Regions from separate parts of the Mus musculus genome. Here region 1 is linked to region 2. A link is a contact called in public ChIA-PET data. All regions are on one chromosome and are shown on one strand. Each heading gives the region's core, a stretch centred on a gene start, on an enhancer-like site or on the middle of the called end of the contact. The rest is flanking DNA. Distances are from core to core; before and after follow the strand shown.

Region 1 (5,491 bases), core at 1,217-3,716, 120 kb after region 2:
AATGCTGGCATGAAATTCCATATTTGAATGTAGCTTACAGTGCTTTCACTATTTTAATATTTCCTCTTTTCACTATTTAATAATTTAATACATTAAAATTTCTTATCAAAATAGCTAAAGTTTCATATCTTGTTCATGTATATTCACAATTTCAAATAAAGTCTGGGAAGTTTTAGTAATATGGCCACTCTTCAACACTGAAACAGAAAAAGTACAAAGGTGAATGTTTCAAACTCACTACTAAAAATGGGAAATCAGCAGATAAACCACAAGATTAAGATGTAAATAGCCTGGATTTTTCCAACTTACCTCCTACAGCTCAGATTTTTAGCCAATATCCTATCTCACTAATCTCCTCTAACTAGTTAAACAACTAACTAAACATCTTCATGGGAATTTTTCAAAATTTTAAAATATGCCCCGGCAGGCATAAGTTATCAAAAGTTACATTATACTTAATGTAAAAGGGCAAGTTAGAATAACAGTTCCAGGTAAATTGCCTCCATTTTCACTCTACCACCCCATGTTTGTCCCTTTCCACTACTTTTCTTAATCAGGGTAGAAATTTACTTCTACCCAGACTCTTCCTCTAAACTGTGTTGGTATACGGTCCTACACTAAACGCATAAAACAAAAAAGCCGGTTTAAGTAATCTAACAGTATGGTCCAGAATGGCTAAATATTAAAGCCAAAACAGTGTGGGTGTGGCTCGACTTTTTGGGAGGGGGGGCTAGGCGGGGCTGCTGCCTGGTCTCTGCCCTCCCCCTCTGCTTTCGCTTTGTGCTCACAATGCAGCTCCTGTACAGCGCTTCCCTCTCCCGCAGCCGCCGCCATGTTAGACACTCCATGTGCCCAGAGACCCAGAGGCAGTCTCCAGTCTAAACTAGATCCACCTCCGAAAGATCAAGGAAATCTCCCTGACCCTTTAGAATGCTGAAGCGGTAAAAAATAATAAATTAAAAAGAAAAGGTCATGGCAAAAAACAACAACAAAAAACACTCATTTAAAAACTACCTCGTGACTAGGCTGGGCGTGAGGTTCCAAGCACCCAGACAATCGAAACAAAGGGGGAAACGTAGGGAGCCCATCGGAAGGGGGCGGGGGTACCCAAGCAAAGGCCCGCTTAACTAGGACTTGACGGGACTGCAACCCTAGTTCAGGTCTAGACACATATCTTTTCTTGGGAAGAGAGCCATTCCACCAGCCCCCAGCCTAGGTACCAAAGGCAAACGCCACAGTTACAAGGCATGGACCGCTCAACTCCACGAGCAATCGGGCCGGGCACACTGTTTCTTCCCCTTGGCCTCCTTCAAAAGTCAGGCCTCAGTTTGGGAGCATACCCAGCAACGGGCCCACCACCCAAGCAACCGGTCACCAGGCGGAAAGGCCCCGCTCAGCCTGATGTGAGTAACCGAGGCCTAGAGGCAGCGCCGCGTTGGGGTCAGGTGACAGGCACCTCCCCGAGGCGCCCGTTTTCTGGGCAAGGAGCACCATCCACCGCCGGGACCGGTGTAGGGCTGGAGCCACGAGCCCTCCCTCTCCACTAACTCCTCGCACCTTTTTCTTCTCCAGGTTCCGAAGTTTCTTGTCGATTACGCCGAGAATCTGCTTCATGGCCTCGGTCTGGACGGCGCCGGTGCCGGTTGCCGGATGCTGAGAAGCCGGCGCAGCTGCCCCGGCCGCCGCCTCACTCCCGGAGGAACCGGACGGCGGCGGCGGTCCCGACGATTTGCTGCCGCTTCCGCTGTGGCTGGTGGCCGAGGGCATCTTTAGACCGAGAAGAGAGGAGAGGAAAAAAGCGGGAGGGAAGGACAAGACCAGCAAGTCAGGAGACGGACGGGGAGAGACGCGGGACAAAACGCGCAGCGGGCGGGCGGGCAGGCGGCTACGCGCGCGCGCGGTGGGGGGAGGGGGCGGCGCGCGCCGCCGGCAGGAAGGGGCCCACGGGCACGCGCGCGACCCGCCAGCGGGGCGCCGGGCCGCCCGCCCCTCCCCCCTCCCCGGGGCACCAAGCTCGCGCCGGGGGCGGGGCCTGGCACGGCCGCCGTCAACCGCCAGGGCAACGGTCCCCATCGGGGCAAGTGGCACCCGTTGCCTTGCGAGAACGAGAGGGACAAAGGTCAGGGCCAGGGGTGGAGAAGGGCACTTGGAGTGACCGGGTTGGGGGTGGGGGTGGGGAGGCCCTGAGCGAGCCCTCCCAGCCGCTCGGACCGCTCCGAAGGTAAAAAGGACACCCAGGTACAGCGGCCTTCTTCCCCTTCGGCGCCTTTGATCCGGGATGGCGCTCACCGTGCGCGCGCGGAGCCGCTGGACGTCTGGAGTGGGCAGCCGAGGGGGGCAAGGGTGGTGCTGCGTTGAGAACAGAGACGTGCGCTCCGTGGGCGCAGGCCGCTTCGCCCTGTCCCCGCGGCTCTGAGCTGCTCCTAGTGGGACAAGAGCCGGCGCGGGAGGGACTTAGCCAGCCAGCGCTCTGCAACGAGGGGGGGCGGGAGCAATAGGGAGCGAGGGCCTTCAAGCCGGTGAGGCTGCCCGACTGGAATGCCTGTCGAAAAAAGGTCACCGGACCGCGCCTCCCGTCGGGCCGTGTCCTCGGCGCCAGGTTCCTGTCCCTTTGCATATCTGGAAAGTACCCTCACGGAGACCGTTATCCCAGATCCTTGAGTTTTGAGTGAAACCTAAGCTGGGGTCCTTCAGGCGAAATCTCTTGACATCCTAACGGGGACAATGGGTGTCAAGCCTCAGGCTCTGGAGCTGAGGACTGCCCCTTGTAGAGCCCTTATTTGGTGGGAGTGGGGGTTGGAGGGGCAAAGGTTTCTGCAAGTAAGGGGTGCGTGGGGTGGGTGGTGCAATCCCAGCTTCTAGAATTCCTTCTGTATGGAGAGCATGCAAACTCACCCTAAAAGGTCTGAGAAAAGGCAACTTGCCACATAATAATTATACAATAACCTAGGCATGGAGAATGAACATCCTTCATGGCTTTTTGATCTCCTTAATTACCCCAGTCATGTTAAAAACCCGTCTTCTCCTACCCTGAGATAGATAAGTACGCCCTATCAGGAATTACTTATCTTTACCCGATTTGTTTAAGATTTTACCCAAAACTTTAAAGACTATGCAAGATGCCGGGAGGGGGTGCGAGGGGGGCACTTTTTTGTCCAGGAGAATTATTTGGGGGGCGGGGGGGTGGTCAAAGAGGGTGGATAACGAGTAAAAGGAAAAAATGAGTGATCTAGAGAAAGGTACTAAAAGGAATATGATCCGTGGAAAATTCAGCAACATGATGTATGAGAGCAGTAAATGACCAATTTATAATTTAAAATCCATGAAAAGGAAATTTAGAAGAGGGTTCTATCAAAGAATTAAAATGACTAACACTGGCTGGCACCAGTATATCCTGAGGGAGCCTGGAGAAACAGCAGCACCCCGTGGCCTTGAGATACTCACTCCACTTAACTGTAAAGTCTGTAATCTGTGCTTTTAAGTATTTATCGAGCACCTTATGGCATGCTAGGAAATCTGCAGTGCTAGAGATGGTGAACAAAACAGCTTTTTTTTTTTCACAGTGTTTGTATTGGGAGGTATGCACAAAAATAACAAACCAAAGGAAGAAAAAAAGGTGATGGGGAATGAAAACCTTCCTGGGTACTTCTGAGCCAGGACTGGAGGAAGCAAAGAGAGCTTAGAGGAGGACCTTTCTAGTAAAAGAAACACCATTGAGCAAGATCTGAGAGGAGCTTGGTTAGTGCTCCTGCCTTTAATCCAAGCACTGGAGAGGCAGAGACAGGCAGGCCTCTTAAGCTCAAGACTACTAGACTAGCCTAGTCTACCTAGTAAGTTCCAGACTGAACAAGAGTGACATAGGAGAATATGGCAAAACCTTAATGTGTTTCACAGTGGCTAGAAAGAGTAAGAAAGAAAGCCATAAGCCGGGCAGTGGTGGCGCACACCTTTAATCCCAGCACTTGGGAGGCAGAGGCAGGCAGATATTCTGAATTCAAGGCCAACCTGGTCTACAGAGTAAGTTCCAGGACAGCCAGGGCTGCACAGAGAAACCCTGTCTCGAAAAACCAAAAATAAAAAAGAAAGCCATAAAGGGGCCTGGCTTCGATATTTGCTGAGTGACATAGGGAATGTTAATTTCATCAAATGTGGTTTAAATCACTCTTACTGTCATGGCAGTGCAGGCCTTTAATCCCAGCACTGGGGAGGCAGGTGGATCTCTGAGTTTGAGGCCAGCCTGGTCTACCCAGAGAGTTCCAGGACAGCCAGGGCTATTACACAGAGAAACCCAGTCTCAGAAAGCCAAAAAGTAAATTTTTAAAACCACCCTTACTGCTGTATAAAGAGTTGTCAAGAAATGTGTACTAGAGATGAGAGGCTAAAATAAAACCAGAAGCCGAGAGACCAAGGAACAGACTGTGGGAATGAGCCAGCCCACTGTAGTACAGTGAAGCAGAAGCAATGCAGGCAGGCGGATTCATTGTACATTGTAACTGTAGAGCAGTGAAAGATGGTAACCAGGGTCAGATTCAGTTTACATTGCAACAAGAGCCAAAAGATTTGCTAGCCAGCTGTGTGTCAGGTATGAGAAGGGTAAAAGTCAACCTAAGAAATGATTTAAGTAAACTATTTAGCCCTATGATAAAAATATTCTGACTAGAGAGGATTATGATCCTACTTGTAACTTCAAATATAAACCAACCAATGTCATATCACTATCTCTGACCTCCAAGCCAAACCAACTGAATTTGCCTGCATTTTTACCAAATCTTGAGAATTTTGGAGAGTTTTGAAAAATTGCTTGATTCAGCACAACTTGACCAATGTCTTTGAGACCAGATATTGAAACCATTGTCTTCTCTATCCTTTGACTTAATGTCTTCTGAGTTATCTCTCCCTGTAAGGGAAACTATTTTGGCTAGGTTGACTGGCCAGAGAGCTTTGAAGATCCTCCTGACTTTGACCCTAATGTTGGGGTCACAGACACAAATAGCCATGCTCAACTTTTTCATGGGTTCTGGGACTCAGCCCAGTCCTCATGCTAACAGAGTGTTTCTACCCATTAAGCTATCTCCCAGGTCTGTATGTTTTTATAAAGATTTATTGAAACATCTGCCTCCATGGTTTTTGTTTTTGTTTTGTTTTGTTTTGTTTTGTTTTTAAAGACAGGGTTTCTCTGTGCAGCCCTGGCTGTCCTGGAACTCACTCTGTAGACCAGGCTGGCCTCGAACTCAGAAATCCTCCTGCCTCTGCCTCCCAAGTGCTGGGATTAAAGGCATGCACCACCACTGCCCAGCTCCATGTACTTTCTATGGAGACTTTTATGCAACAGCAAATCAGAGTTAAGTCACTGTGACAGAGTACACATCTAAAATACAAGCCAGTGAAATGTCTCACTAAGAAAAAGCACTTGCACAAGCCTCACAACCCATGTTTGACCTCCAGGAACCACGTGGTAGACTGAGAAAATGGACTCCAAGTTATTTTCTAG
Region 2 (5,713 bases), core at 1,541-4,040:
GGAGGGTGGCCAGATGTTGGAAGGCTTATTTTGAAGACAGTGCTATGTTCCAGACTCTCGCCCGCTGTTTTTATTTGATGGCTCATAATGAGGGCTGGAATAACCCGCGTGAAAGCTGTAGCACCTCTAATCAAGTCTTTTGTGGCTAGTAAGGGGTGAGGGCTTGCTTTCCCATGCCTGGTAGGTGGCTCTGGGCATCTGTCCAAGGTTTCCTTGAGCTCTGGATCAGTCGATTCTCGAGTAAGATACAGGGATGTCCCAAAAGCATCAAGCATCCACCTGTGTAACAGCCCAGCCCAGCCAGCTCACGGCTTCATGAACAAGCTGTGCCAAGGGACCGTGGAGTCCCTGAGCTCAATTACAGATTAAAACATTGCAAAATAGATTCAAAATGGGTATCTAGAAAAATGAGATAAGATATGTAAAATGAAAGCCAAATCTTTAAAACTTATTCTTAAACACCGTCAAATGGCTGTGGATGTCATTTTTTGTGTTTTTTGTTTGTTTGTTTGCTTGTTTGTTTGTTTTCTTCTTCTTCTGAGACAAGGTCTCAGGTATCCCAGGCTGGCTCCAGACTCTTTAGCATAGATGAAAATTACCTTGACCTTCTGATCCTGCTACCCCTCCCTATCTCCTCTAAGAGCTGAGGTTATGGACATGCACCATCATGCCCCAGGTTTATTCCATGGTGAAGATCAAACCCTGGGTTTCATGCATGCTAGGCAGCACTCTACCAAATGAGCTACATCCCCAGCCCCTATGGGAATCTCCTTAAAAAGTCACTCTTCGTGTTTAGAATTAAACTGTGAACTACTAACAGGTTCGTGGCTGGTACCAGCGTGTGGCCTGTCTCAGTTCACAGAGCATGGGAGGGGAGGGGAGGCCCCAGGTCCAGTCCTAACTAACTTTCATGCTAGTTTGCAGCTGTGACCCATTTTAAACTCCTGGTAGCGTATTTCCTCTTTTTCTATAATGGAAATAAGTACCTACTTCCAAGGTGAGTCTAAAGATTAGGTGAAATTTTTACCTGTGGGGTTTGTTTGTTGTTTTCGTTACTGTTGGGTTTTTTTTTTTTTTCTGTCTATCATAAAGCTTAAAAAAATAGAAAATGGCAGGGGTTAAAATTTTACCTAGGAGAGTCCAAGGCAAGCTGTGGTTTTGGCCATAGATGGGTTGTGGAGATGACTCGGCTTTTACACAAGTCCTGTCCGAGTTGTCTCCAGGCATCTGTCCCTTGGTCTTGGAGAAAAGCTGCCCTTAGTAAGGGTCAGATTGAGGAAGCCAGGCCTCTCCTCTGCCACCTTCGTGGGTTTTCTGAACCTCTGAGCCCCTGTGTCCTGTTTGCCGTTAGAGGAAGCTCCAGGAGCAGCTACTTCTCTGGCTGCCTGGAGTCTCTTGCCTACATTCTGGCTGGAAGTGAGCTGCTGAAGGGAGCCCCACCAATAACCATGAAAGGATAACAATCACCCGCGCTGATGGCTTTCACCCTGTCCAGCTCTTGGAACAGTATCTCAGCACAGCATCTCTTCGATGCTATCTCAGACACTTTGATTTCTCTTTCTTGTAGTCCTGTGTTTCGCCAACTGTTATGACATTTAGACCAGAGAAAAGGGAGCCAGGTTTCGGCTTTCTGCCACCAACTCAGCTGGTACTGGCTGCTGGAAAAAGCACAGCCTCCTGCTGCTTTTGATGCCAGTTTCTGCCACCCAGGAGCCCTAGGGCAGGGCTGGGATCTGGCATTGCAGCACCAGATTCCTCTTGTCTTGGAAACTGTGGGGCAGTGTGTGGCTGTAGGTAGTGGTCCTGAGGACTTCAGGAGGCTCAGGAAGGATGGAGGGATGTTGATAACAGGATGTCAATGATGCTGGTGTTATCCTCAGCTTTAATAAATAAGGGTTGGTTCCAAAGCGGTTAAGTGTGTCTCAATTATTATTCCTTTGACTCCTCTAAATTGATTATGTGCTAGCATCTCCATTTCACAGACAAGGAAACTGAGGCTCTGACCATTATTTAAGGTACACAGACTAGAAGTAGCTGACCTTCGATCTGAAGCCACAGGTATTGGAGTCTGGAGTATCAGCTCTGATCAGGTTTCTCAGTGATGGTTTTTAAGGCTGAGTATTCAAGGCACCAAATGATTTTACATATTAAAGGTGTCAGATCCTGCCCCAGACTAATGAAATCAAAAGTCTGTGGACATGGGTCAGTATCGGGACCCCACTCTCACCAACACTTTTGGCCCTGGAATTGGCAAGAGTCCCCAGGCAACTAACTGTGATTTGGGGAATGAGAATCAGCAGGGAAGAGACAGTGTGCACCTTGGTTGGGGATAGTACCTGAAGGACTCTTTCTGGGTGGGGTGTTCCAGTTGTGGTCATTCGTCCCTGCTTGTAGCTAGTTGCTATCTGTGACTGTACTGGGAGAATTTGGCAGTCAATAGGCTTAAGTCAGTCCTTAGCTGTTGTAGTATATGAAAATGAAATGCGTGCACAGTACCACTTCCTCTACTCATCAGGCATTTCTGAGCAGCTTGTGTGAGGGAGACTCTGCAGGACTCTGGAACACAAGAAATACCGAATCAGACACCCATTAGCTGAGAGGTGGAAGCTGACTAGTTAAAGTAATGAATTGTCTCGCTGATTGAGTTACGTCATATGCACAGTTAGACCCTGATGCTTGCTGCTATTCTGTAGAGTTAGCTGAGTCCCTAAGGCTTCCTGTGGGTAGGGCCATCTGTGAGAGACTTCTGTGAGTTCGGGGCGGCTAGCCCACAGCAGAGACGCCCTGAGCTCTCAGGCTTGGAGAACACAAAGGCAGCGCTTGTTCTAGAACAGAGGCGCCTGCAGGTGCGTGGGGCGGTTTTAGACCATCCTTTCTCAGCATTGTGGCCTCACACAATGATGGCACATTTCCTGTCAGGGGCTGCTAGGATGTTGAAAAGACTAAGACAGAAACACAACACAGGATATGGGGCCCTGTGACCCCACAGATTCCAGTAAGGCAGGGTAGAGCCCTTATCACAGTGAAGTTCATGGGCTTTGGAGTCACCTAGCCGACAGCCCACATACTTCACTGCAGCTTCTTTGTGACCAGAACGCATGGAGTCAGGATATGTTCAGCAAATAAGTCTCAGTGCCTCTGACTTGACCCTTAGCGCTGTAAGGACTGAGTTGAGTTTATAATGAATTGTTGAGTGTCCAATGGATGGTGGCAGCCATTATCTTCCAAAGTCCCAGGGTTTGCACACGAGAGCATAAGGGAGACTCTCCACAGGGCCCGTGCTTTGGCTGGTTCCCATGGTCAGAGAACTGAGGGAAGGCCCCTAGGGCGGTGGAGAGAGTGGAGATGTTGAAAAGGAAACCACATTAGCATAAGTTCTGGAGGAAGACAGCCCTGCCAAGTGTTTGTAATTCAGCTGTTAAGGCAAGACTGGAAATGAAAGGGAAACCAAATTGCTATTGTGCATCTAGGTGACAGTCTCCTCCTCAGCCTGTGGACTCTGGGGTAAACAGTAATTACACTAAGTGAGGGAGCTGCTACCCTAGGAGAATGTGGGCTGGGAGCTCAGACTTGTCCTTTTCCCCCTTCCCAGGTGATCTGGTCTCTCGAGCCATGCACCACATGCAGGGCCGCCACCCCCTGTGCCCAGGCACCAGCCCTGCTCGCCAGGCCCGCCAGCCACCACAGCCCATCACGTGGTCCCCCGATGCTCTCCACACACTCTACTACTTCCTGAGGTGTCCACAGATGGAGTCCATGGAGAACCCCAACCTGGATCCCCCAAGAATGACTCTGAATAATGAACGGTAGGTATCATTTTTGCCTGGTCACCAAGTAGGAAATGCTCACAACACACATGTATCTTCTAACAGTGCAAGCAGCCTCCTGGAGCTGGCTGGCTGGTCTTAAAGGTGGCCTGGGTGCTCAGACAGATGAAGGCTCATGTGCAATATGATATTTCAAGTCCCATGTGTAATATATTTCTTTACCAGGGCAGATGTGTTATGGGGTCACCAAGGCTGGGAAGTGGGCTTTCGTCTCAGCCTGGAGTTGGTCAGCTTAGCGTGCACCAGCTAGATCAGCTCTTTGAAAGTTCAGTTTCCTCTACAAAACGAGACATCCTTGCAGCTCTGGAAAGGTGGCAGTGTGGTTGAGTGAGCACACACTTTGAGAAAAAGCCATAAGGACAGTGGTAATTGGCCCTCTATCTGTGGTAGCTGTCACCACAGCTCTCTTTGGATGTCATCTTTGGATGACAGTGACACTATTATAAGAGGGATCTTGGGCATGTTTGGTCCCATCAGCTTGTTTCTTAGATGAGAACACTGGGGCCAAGGCAGGTTTTTGTTGTCTTCAGGGCTCCAGCCCTTTGAAGCTGAACATATGTGCATGTTGTGGGCGTCCCAAGGGTGATCCTATGAGGAGCTTGAGAAGGGGGTGCCTGAGTGGCAGGTCAACCTGAGGACAGGACTGCAGCTCTAGGTCTCAGAGGTCTAAAGGCTTTGAAAGCACCAGGCATCCATGTAGGCAAAATATTCACACACTTAAAATAACAAAACAGCCTTAAAAATTTAATAAATATTTTAAAAACATACACTCCATATAATCTGGGCATGGTAGTATATGTCTTTAATCTCAGCACTCAGGAGACAAAGGCAGGCAGATCTCTGAGTTCAAGGCCAGCTTGTTCTACATAGCGAGTTCTAAGATAGCCATGGAGAGAAACCTGCCCCCCACCAACCACCAAATACGTGTGTATTTGAGATATATGTGTGTGTGTAGATATGCATGTGTCTCTGTATGTGTGTGTATACATATTGGTGCTGCATGTACTTACCCTGTGAGCTTGAAGTTGTGTTCTTCTACATGGGAAAACCCCTCACTACAGGGCTTCACCTGACAGAAGGGTGGCCTGAGGCCTTCCCCAGCTGACTGTTGTCTTCAGGCACATCAGCCTGCTCCTCAGCGAAACCCCCTTCTCCTGGGCCTCTACAGTCTCCTAGTCTACCCACTGAGGTTCAGTTCCATGCCCTGGTTGGTTACAGACAGCTTCCAGGCAGCATTGGTACTCCTGAGAACATACAGCAATGTTTGGAGCAGAGCATGGAGTGCTGTGAACAGATGGCTTGGGTACAAATAATAACACTGACATTCGTGAACCTTGAGACCTTTGTGCAAGGTTCTAAACCTCACGGTGCTTCATTTCCTTAGCTGTAAATATAGAGTGGTGAAGAAGCCTGTGTAAGGGTTCCAGGAAGGCCGCCAGTGCTCAGTGAGTATTTACTATGTATCAGACACAATGCTGAGCACACTATGGGTGTGTGCCTATCTCACATTCTACCAGGAAGGAGGTGTTCATTTTATACATGAGTACATAGAGGCACAGAAAGACTCAGTAACTAGCCAAGACCACAGAGGCTGTGCTCATACCACTGCACCATATAGCCTGTAACTGGAAGAAACATAAAACGACAGTGGCCTGGCACACACACAGGAGTAATGCCAGCAGTAAATGCTATCATCATTGTTGCTATTACTGTTATCACTATGATGTCAGCATCATTTTATCTCTCTGGATGGCTGAGGAGGCCCATCTGGGCCTGACCCAAACAAGGCTGCAGCTGGAACCCAAGGCATTCTGAAAGTCAAGCCCATACAGTGGGAGGCGTGGCCAGATCGCAGGCCCTGCTCCCCAGCTGTTTCTGCTTTGTGG

The links. ChIA-PET counts read pairs in DNA pulled down with a chosen protein or histone mark.
Region 1: a contact with region 2 is called in an RNA polymerase II ChIA-PET map of effector CD8 T cells, with 164 read pairs. The contact joins the promoter of Caprin1 here to the enhancer-like site in region 2. A contact is called at or near these places in 2 of 484 Hi-C or Micro-C datasets (CD4 T cells and muscle stem cells), 3 of 115 datasets of contacts at active chromatin or transcription factors (the SCID.adh cell line, effector CD8 T cells and pancreatic cancer cells) and 3 of 9 other capture datasets (adipose tissue, liver and pancreatic islet).

The regions. Positions count from the first base shown.
Region 1 is chr2:103,795,174-103,800,664 of GRCm38.p6, forward strand. Caprin1 (cell cycle associated protein 1) reads right to left here and starts at 2,467. Exons shown (of 19, transcript NM_016739.3): 1 at 2,290-2,467; 2 at 1,558-1,767. The coding sequence starts at 1,767.
Region 2 is chr2:103,679,686-103,685,398 of GRCm38.p6, forward strand. Abtb2 (ankyrin repeat and BTB (POZ) domain containing 2) reads left to right here. Exons shown (of 17, transcript NM_178890.3): 3 at 3,593-3,806. Among named protein-coding and RNA genes, the nearest start is that of Nat10, 79 kb to the right of the region's middle. Within about 2 kb of position 2,791, at least 128 of the 459 cell types and tissues checked have an H3K27ac peak or open chromatin away from gene starts, as enhancers often do. A contact at or near this core is called in the SCID.adh cell line, adipose tissue and effector CD8 T cells, where this site is marked.